Linked DNA regions of Sus scrofa: region 2 is linked to region 1. The links are chromatin contacts, called in public HiChIP or PLAC-seq maps. All regions are on one chromosome and are shown on one strand. Each heading gives the region's core, a stretch centred on a gene start, on an enhancer-like site or on the middle of the called end of the contact. The rest is flanking DNA. Distances are from core to core; before and after follow the strand shown.

Region 1 (4,304 bases), core at 1,219-3,718:
GACATGCGTCTCATTTTGGGTATACTAATTGCATAAATTAGTTTTAAGTGAAAGTGACATTGTATAATGATCACATTTTGGCCAAATCTTGCCTGCTTGCTGGTTTTTATTGTTACTTAACTGCTCAGGCCTAATGATTAAATTATCCTGTTATCCTCACATGAGATGGAAAAACATTTATTTCCCTTCTCCACACAATCAACTGATTTGCATAATGCCTAAGGATGCTTCTTTCAGATTCCCATGTGTTTACCATATATTGTTCCAAATATGCCAACAGACTGTCATTTAATGGGGGGGAAAAATAATAATCATCTGATCCAGAGGAAAACCTAGGCTATCCTTTGGAATACCAACAATAAGTTCATCTGATAACATTCCCAGGCAGTCAGATGCCCCAGAGAAACAAGATCCAGGTTTGTTTTTTGGTTTTTTGGTGGTTATCAAATGACTTACCCACAATGACGGCGGTGACAGTGAGCAGCACAAAAGCATTCCGAAATAGGTAACTTTTAACATCCTCCTTTGTGATGTTCTGCACTTTCTTCTTAGCCAAGAGTGTGCGTTTACGGACTCCTTGCTGGAATCTCTCCATCCTGCCCCCCATCCTGGCCTCTTCTCCATTGCTTTTCGTCATAGCGTATTTCTCTGGAGCGTCTCTTCTTTGAATTCCAATGTCACAGAATCAGCCCCAGAAAGCCAGTCCTCTTTGGTGTTAAAGAACACAACTGAACAGGAGAGAGAGAGAGAGACAAGGGTTAAAAAACCTCCAGGGGTGAGAAATCAGTGCTGCCCAGCACCAGGGGAAGCTGTTGGCAAACTGCACAATCCCAGTAGGAATCAAGGGCTGGAGAGCAGCGATGCCAGTGACTCAAGGGTAGAATGTGCATATTTTCTGGACCACGTGTGAGACATGTGCACAAATCCAGAATATAGGAGCAGAAACTTAGGTTATGTTTCTAAAAACTTGCCCTTCTCTCTCCAGTGAAGGTATAAAAGAGTTCACCAGGGCTGGGGGTGAACTGACTGAGCACCCCCAACCCCCACCTGATCCCCTAGAACCTAGCAGGGAGCTTTGCACAACATTCACCCTCAATTAATGTCCAACCGAATGCCCAGGAAACGCTCAATAGCTACTTAATGGCTTATGATGTATACATGGTGAAGTCATATCCAGGTCAATAAAATGAACTCAGATATTGAGATTTCACAGTCAGCGGTTTCTGTTATGTAAAATAAAGTATTTTCTTCATGAAGGGAAAAAAAAACCCATGATAATATCAACTAGTAGCTGTGCTTATGAAAAAGAACACAGATACCCATGGGAGCTGCAAAAGACATTTGACTCTTTCACATGGTAACTATGAAATGTTTTTCATGAAATAAGCAAACTACCACTGGGCATATTTATAAGCTATCAGAAATCATAATCCCTTTTCATTTTTGTCACAACTAGAAGTACAAAGTGGCATTTGTCTTGTGGCACACATGCTGGTGTCGTCTGAGGAAACTATCACTGACTTCCCAGGATGTGAAAATTTAGAATTTCTAAAACAGATGAGGAGATGAATCTCATTTTCATTCCAAACTTTGCAGCATATGGTTTCTAGTTTCTTTAAAGTGCTCCGAGGTTATTCGAATATATCTAAGTAAATCTCTCCTAGGTAGAAATCAGCTGTTGGGAAAGATCAAGGGATTCCTCCTGCTGTTTTACAAGATTTCTAATCCATAATCTTTCCCATGATAGATAAATCCAAGGAAAAGTCAGTGGTGCCTGTGGACGTGTGTATCTGGCAACGCGAACAGCCAGCGTGTGCGTCCGTGGGGGAGGTAACTAGAAAGCAAGAGCTTCCTTGGAAGCCTTCGGCAAACCCAAGTGCGGAAAAAAGGACTTGCTTTAACAGTTTTGACTTATAAATAAAATTGCAGGTTGGGGGGCAGTGACAATAAGACCCCCAACTTGCTTAAGACTTCACAGCAGATTAGAAGTTTGGGGAGACGTGAAGAAGAGGAGACGCGAGACCAGATTTTGTTTCCCCTACGACTCTCTGATTCCCTTCACCAGTCACTTTTAAACAGACCAGTTCAGCCCTGGCTCTTGTCTAGAGCTCGAACCACAGGCTGCCCCCAATCCACCCTGAATGACTCAACTCCAAATTAAGAGAGGACACGGCGTAAATAGACACCACACGCTCATTGCATTAAATTACTAACGTGAACTTTATCTACCAAAATGGCTAGCTTTTACTCTCGCTACTTCTCGGCTTGGGAAACGAAATACACGGGCAGAGAAAAAGAGTGAGAAATTAAGCTGAGCAGGAATACAGGACGTCAGACCTACCTTTTCTGATTTTGTGGCGGGTGGAAGATACCCCAGGCAATGACAAGGTGAATTCCCAGCAGGTACAGCGGAGCAACAAAACGCAGCGAGCAAGGCGTGCATGTGCTCTGAAACTGCAAATTACTATGAGGGCAACTTAAGAAAAGGGGCGGAGTCTGTGCCCGGGAAAGGGGGAGTGGGGAAAAATGAAAACACCACGGAGCAGGAGGGGGGAAACCCGAGGTTTCTGGAATATTGATTAATCTTGGCGCACCAGAAGCATGCTTGCTGGCTTTGTTTTGCTTCTTAGACCACTTTCCCGCTTTGTCAGTTCACTTTCATTAGAAATGCAAAACCAAGACCAGGAAGAATGGGAGAATAAAGCGCGCACACACACTCCAGAAAGCTTGAAGTCTTGATTAGAACGTTTCAAAGATTTTTCTAGGGCTAAATTTAATTATCTCACATTATTGCAGCTTTCCTCCCCTTAAGGAAACACGAGTGTGTGCTCTTTTGCCTGGTTGTACAACTGTTATGAAAGAGTCCCTCTTTTTAGAATTGGGGAAATAACTGACATTACTTGGGAAGACCCGGAACGCAATCAAGAATGGAGAAAAATAATACTTAGCTACAATTCTCTAAACTTGCCTAAACTTACTCAAAACACAAGATGAGACATGCCTCTATTTTAGCAGTTTAAACTCTATTATAACAAGCCTAATTTAGCTCAAACTGTCTGCGTTGCAAAGATTTTAAAAAATAAGAAACATAAAGAGACCAGGATCTTTGCTAAACTACTAAAGTAAAAAACATTTTAAGACCAAGAGTGTAAATGCACGCTTGAAGTTTCGTCATTTGAAAAGATAAGTTACTGTGCCGAAAGATGCCTCCGTTTTAAAGGTTAAAGGTCCCTCATACTCCTCCCCCTGCCCTGTCATTTTTAGGAATTAGAAAATTCTCTTTGCCTTGAGAATATAACTTGCACTCTAGTCCACCTCTTTTAAGAAGGAAAGTAGATTGTGAAAATAGATTTTTTTAAATGAAAAACAAAACAAAAACTGTTGAGCCTGACTCAACTCCAAAACTTAGAATTTATTTAGCATGAAGAAAAATGTTTAATAGAAACAAAAACCCATACCGAAAATTACAACCAGAGTTCTATATTCCTGTTTAGTAAATCTCATATTCTCCATGCCAAATCTGCTTAATTCTTGGGTCTGTTTTCCAACAAGAAAGTATGTCTTTTCCCTTCATTAGCAAATCCTGGGAGATTCTAAAGATATGTCTCCTGCCAAGCTTCAACTCTTGCATGTATATATTCTTTGGAACAGCTACTGGTTGGAAAGCAACTGGGTGAATCATGTAAATGCTAAAGTTATAAATTAGCAGGGATTGTAACAACTTTTAAAATTGCACCATTTTAAGAGATTACTGAAAATGTATACTCTTGACGGTCCCCAAACTCAGCAATCTTCCTCTTCCTCTGCTCTCCTAGATCACTTAGCATCTGTATCACGTTGTTTAACACTTAATTACACTGTCTCCTACTGCGCCTGTCTTTTTTTGTGTTAAATTTTGACCTCGCAGCTAAATTGTAAGTTCTTTGAGGGCAAGAAGGGAATCTTATACCTGATACATAATAAACATTACATAACACCTATAAATGAATGGCAGACTGTAAGGGTACTCAACAAAACACTTTGCAAACTTCTGTGTTAAAACAAAATCGCTTATTTTTGTGTTGGCGCTTCTGGCCTAGGTACATGGAGCAGATGTCATTTCTCAACACCATGACTACATTTTAAAGCATTTATTTACTACACTAAGTCCTCTCTGAGCCATGGGTTTAAGACTAATTTGTCCACATTTCTTGTGGAAGTGACTTGTGTTTTAAGAGAACTTAAAAGTGAAATCTTTACATGATTTTAAAGGGGGTTTCAAGCCAAGTGGAATTTCCGTTTCCTAATTCTGTTTTTTTTTTAGA
Region 2 (4,304 bases), core at 1,050-3,549, 280 kb before region 1:
CAAACCCTCCGCTTAAGAAGTGAACAGTCCCTCCCTTCGGTATTCTACACCCCCCCACCCCCCCAGCCCCCATTCGCGTGCCCCCCACCCAGTGTAGGCCTGAGGCCCTGTAGCAAACAGTGTCTAACAGGAGCAGGCAGCACAAAGACAGGAATGGGAGATTAGTGGGAGGGAGGGAGGCCGGGATTGGGGCTCAGCAGGAGCTTCAGGCTTTTTAAAATTCAAACTGCTCCCTGACCAATACAAATCACGGACACGCTACTGACTACTACACGGATTTATAGCATTAAAAACATGCCTAGTACGTGACAGCTATATTAACTTCACTCTTCTTAACTTTATTCATACGTTTGCAGGAAATGTGCAACAATTTATTTTAAGCAGAGGGCTAAACTCAAAAGTAATCTTCAGAAAACTTCCTTATTCTACAATGGCAATAATATCTAATGAGACACAAAATATGTAACACCCACTAATAAAACAAGGGACGTTGTTGATCAGTGTTGCTTCATTTTAACCAATGAAAGTTTTCCTTCAGTGAATATGAGACAAAGTATCAAAATAGCCCAACCCAGGTCCATTTATTTTTCTATGCAATTTGTATGGCTGAGGACTTTTAAATTGGTTTTTCCCTTATACCAACCTACACTACTAACGCCACCATAAATAAGCTCTATACACTTAACTTACTTGTGAACTAGAATTTGTTAAGATAGAACTGGTATTTTTCTCCAGCATTACAGATACATTTGACCTATTAAAATGACACCTCTCTCATTACACAGTCAAACATCATGGGCACAAACAGCCAATGGCAATCCTGGGACCTCAAGAAGATCTGCCCTGACATGAAAGGATGGCACCTTGTACATTTTTTTTTTTAACCTCCCAGGGATTTTAAGCATAACTTATTTTCTACCCTTTTAAGAAAATTGGTTGTACCTGTATGTCACTACCATTCTCAGAACATTGAAAATTCTTTCTAAGCTTCTACACGTTTAGATCAGGAAGTACCTGAGTGTTTCATGCAAAGTCGTTTAAAACTGTCCTTATATAACGCACACAAATATAAAGTGGCAGGATAAACCTGTCAAGTACTTTATACTTGTCTTTGAATAAAAAGTCCATGTGCAACACACTGTCAAACAACAACATAAAAGCTCTCTGCGTGGTTGGGGAGGTCATATGTAGTGTCTACCACACTATGGTTTTCTGTATTAAATATTCATGTGGACGATTTAATTCTTTTTAAAAAGAAAATGAGTCTTTATTAACTTTCCAACGTCCAAACAAGTTTTACACAGGAAAAGAATTACCACTGGATCCGTGTCTGAGTATTTACATTTGTCTCACTAACTGAAACTACTTCCTCCCTTCATGGGGTCACAGGGGGAAGAAGGGGGGTTGTTTGTTTCACTGGGACGTTCCCCACTCCCGGACCAGGAAAGTTGTAAATATGGGGACGATCAGGGCACATTTGCTGTTAGTTGTATTGTTTCCGCCTCCTCACTAGCTACGGCTCTTCTCCCGGGCGAGGCCTGTCACCGACCAGCAGTAGCTCCGCTCAGCCCGGAGCTCTCCTAATCCCCGAGCTCAAGTAGATTCCGCTGGCCCGCGGCCTGCACTCTCCGCCGGGCCTACGCCTCCCCGGCCGCCCGGCAGGAGCCCAGTCCCCGCCACCGGAGCCGGCCGGGAGAGGGTACAAAACCACCGCCACCCAGGGCGGCTGCCACCAGAGAGGAGCGAACTCTAGACTCGCCCGTGGAGGAGACCTGGGGCCGCTAAGGAAACGGCCGGGAGGGGAGCGAGGAGGAGAGACGCTGAGGACCTGGCGCCGCCGCCGCCGCCGCCGAAATAAAGAGCAGGAATTTACCTGGGCGAATCGGCGTCTGAATCCAAGGGGAGGCCGAGGCCGCTGTGGCGAGAGACTATAATCCGGGCCGGGAGGGGGGGTGGCTACGGCTCCTCTTCCGTCTCCTCAGTGCGGGGAACATGTAGAGCCGGGGGGAGACCAGCCGAGAAGACAAATCGCTGCTTCTTCTTCCTCCTCCTCCTCCTTCTCCCACATAGAAACACTCGCAAACACCCGACCAGGGGCCCGAGCTACCGGGGGGGCATCGCCGCCGGCCCGGGAACCAATCCTCCTGTCGGCGGGGGCGTCCCTCCCTGCGGCTTGGTGGTGTCGGGTGAGTCGGTACCGACGGAGGGAGGGGGGGAGGGCGGGGGGGAAAGGAGCCCTGTGTGTGTCTCTCTCTCTCGTTCCGTCTCTCCCTCGCAGAACAAAATGCCGACCGGAAGTGCAGCTGCAGGAATGACTCCCTCCGCCGGCGCCAAACACTAACAACCACCCCCTCTTCCCCACTCCACTTCCGCCACCGCCGCGCCGCCGCCACCACTTCAGCTCGCGTCCTCGGCCGCGCCGGACTGCACGGCCCGCGCCTCTCCGCACCGCACCCCGGCCCGGCGGCGGCCGGCAGCCGGCAGAGAGCAGGCGGTGGTTCTCTTCTGCGCCTTTCTCCTCCTCAGGGCGGCTGTGGATGTTGCCTTTTATTGTCGATCCTACGTAGCGGCGTTTTCGCTGCGGCACGGACGGGCCGGGTCTTCCTGTTCTTTATTTTCCTGGAGGCCGACCGGAGCGGGCCCCGAGTTCGGTGGTGGTCGTGTGCGTGGGGGGCGCTCAGGTCCGGACCGGCTCGTAGGCCGCTCACGCCGTTGCAGCTGCTCGTCATTAGCTCTCGGGAGCCGAGCTCGGGGCGGCCCCATAGAGGACGCCCGCAATCCGACGGCTACCGTGCATTTTTTAAATGGTTTCCCTGCAGCCGGGTGGATGGATGTATCGTAATGTACGCCCTTCTCTCCTTCTGAGAGGCCGAACTTTACGCCCGTCTCTGCATTATTTCTGCGGAGTAAGAACGCACCCCTTGGAGGAGAAGAAGATTCTCAGCTGGATTGAATTGGAGTCGCGTTTATGATGCATTTATTTCTGGAAATATGTGGTCTTTTCTGGTCTTGCTTTTTGTTGGCGGCGGTTTGGGCTCTTGCCTAACAGTCGGGATAAAGGCCTGTAGGCGACGCTGTTCGAGCCAGGAGCCGGCTCAGCGGGCCCGGAGCGCGCGAGTCCGCGCCCCCCACTAGGTGTGGGTGGAGCCGAGCGCGCGACGAGAGCCGGCGGAATGCGGGCCGCGGGTGGGCCTGGGGCCAGCCGATTTCAGACACCGTTTTCCTCTTTGCGTTTCAAACAGTGAGGTACCACTGGCCAAGGCTGGAGAACAGATGCGATTATGTGTACCGCGCCCTTTGTGTCTCTTACTGAAACACATGAATTAACTTTATCGTTCCGCAGTTCACTATTAACGTTTACTAATGTAAATTACAAGGGGGCTATTCTTCAGGTAAAAAGTGCATAGGTAAGAGAATTTTACTCAAATAGGACGGAATTTGTGGTATACTTTTCTGCATTTCGTTGAGTCGTACGTAAATTATATTGTTTATGTATTTGTATGTGTACCATTACGCCAAAAGTAAATAGGAAAATTTGCCTACAGGTTATTCCTTCTGCCTCAAAAATCTCTCAAAGGATTAAATCGGATCTTGTCGCTCTTTTACTCTAGGCCCTGCAATTGCTCGGCATCTAGCTGAGAGTAAAAGCCAAAGCTTTGACCGCAGCCCCAAGGCCGTGCGCGCGGTGGGGAGGGGAAGGGGGGAGGAAGCTCCTAGGAGAATGATGTAAGTAAACTCCAGGAGGGCATGAGGTTTTGTTTTTCTCCACTGATGTTTTAGGGAGAAAATAATGTTACACACACAGTAGATGCTTAATATTTGGTTAATGAATGACAATTATAAGGGCCTTGGCGGCCCCCCCCCGCCACACACACTAACTTCCCATCTCTGTCCCTTACATGGGTATGTGAGAGAACTTTATGAAAGATTTCTGAAAACAAAAAATACTAGGGAAAAAAATGCAAGTTTATTACAAACTTCTAGGAAAACACACTACTTCTAGACATTGAAAGCCCTCCACAACACCAGAAGCCCTCAAAATAGTGATAATTATTTGTTTTTAGGTTTCTGTAAATGGGCTTGCTAGTGGACAGTCCATTATTAGATTATATGATCATATTCATGTTGGGCAAGTTAGCTTTCTTCCTGAGTCACAAACTTCGTTCTTCATCCTGTCTGCCCTCTTTCTTGAAAAATGCTATTTTCACTAAAGTCTGAAAATTTGGTTGGCTTAGCCCAAAGCCAGCATTACTGGAAAAGTTCATTCAGCAAATCTGTGTCAGGTACAAAGTGCCCGGCACGAT

Evidence for each region. HiChIP or PLAC-seq counts read pairs in DNA pulled down with a chosen protein or histone mark.
Region 2: an H3K27ac HiChIP or PLAC-seq map of alveolar macrophages shows a contact between it and region 1. The contact joins the promoter of NIPBL here to the promoter of SLC1A3 in region 1. A contact is called at or near these places in 2 of 2 datasets of contacts at active chromatin or transcription factors (alveolar macrophages and skeletal muscle).

What each region holds. Positions count from the first base shown.
Region 1 is chr16:21,871,855-21,876,158 of Sscrofa11.1, reverse strand. SLC1A3 (solute carrier family 1 member 3) reads right to left here and starts at 2,468. Exons shown (of 8, transcript NM_001289946.1): 1 at 2,342-2,468; 2 at 457-728. The coding sequence starts at 637.
Region 2 is chr16:22,150,464-22,154,767 of Sscrofa11.1, reverse strand. It overlaps NIPBL (nipped-B-like protein), which reads right to left and starts at 2,299. Exons shown (of 47, transcript XM_021076592.1): 1 at 1,874-2,299.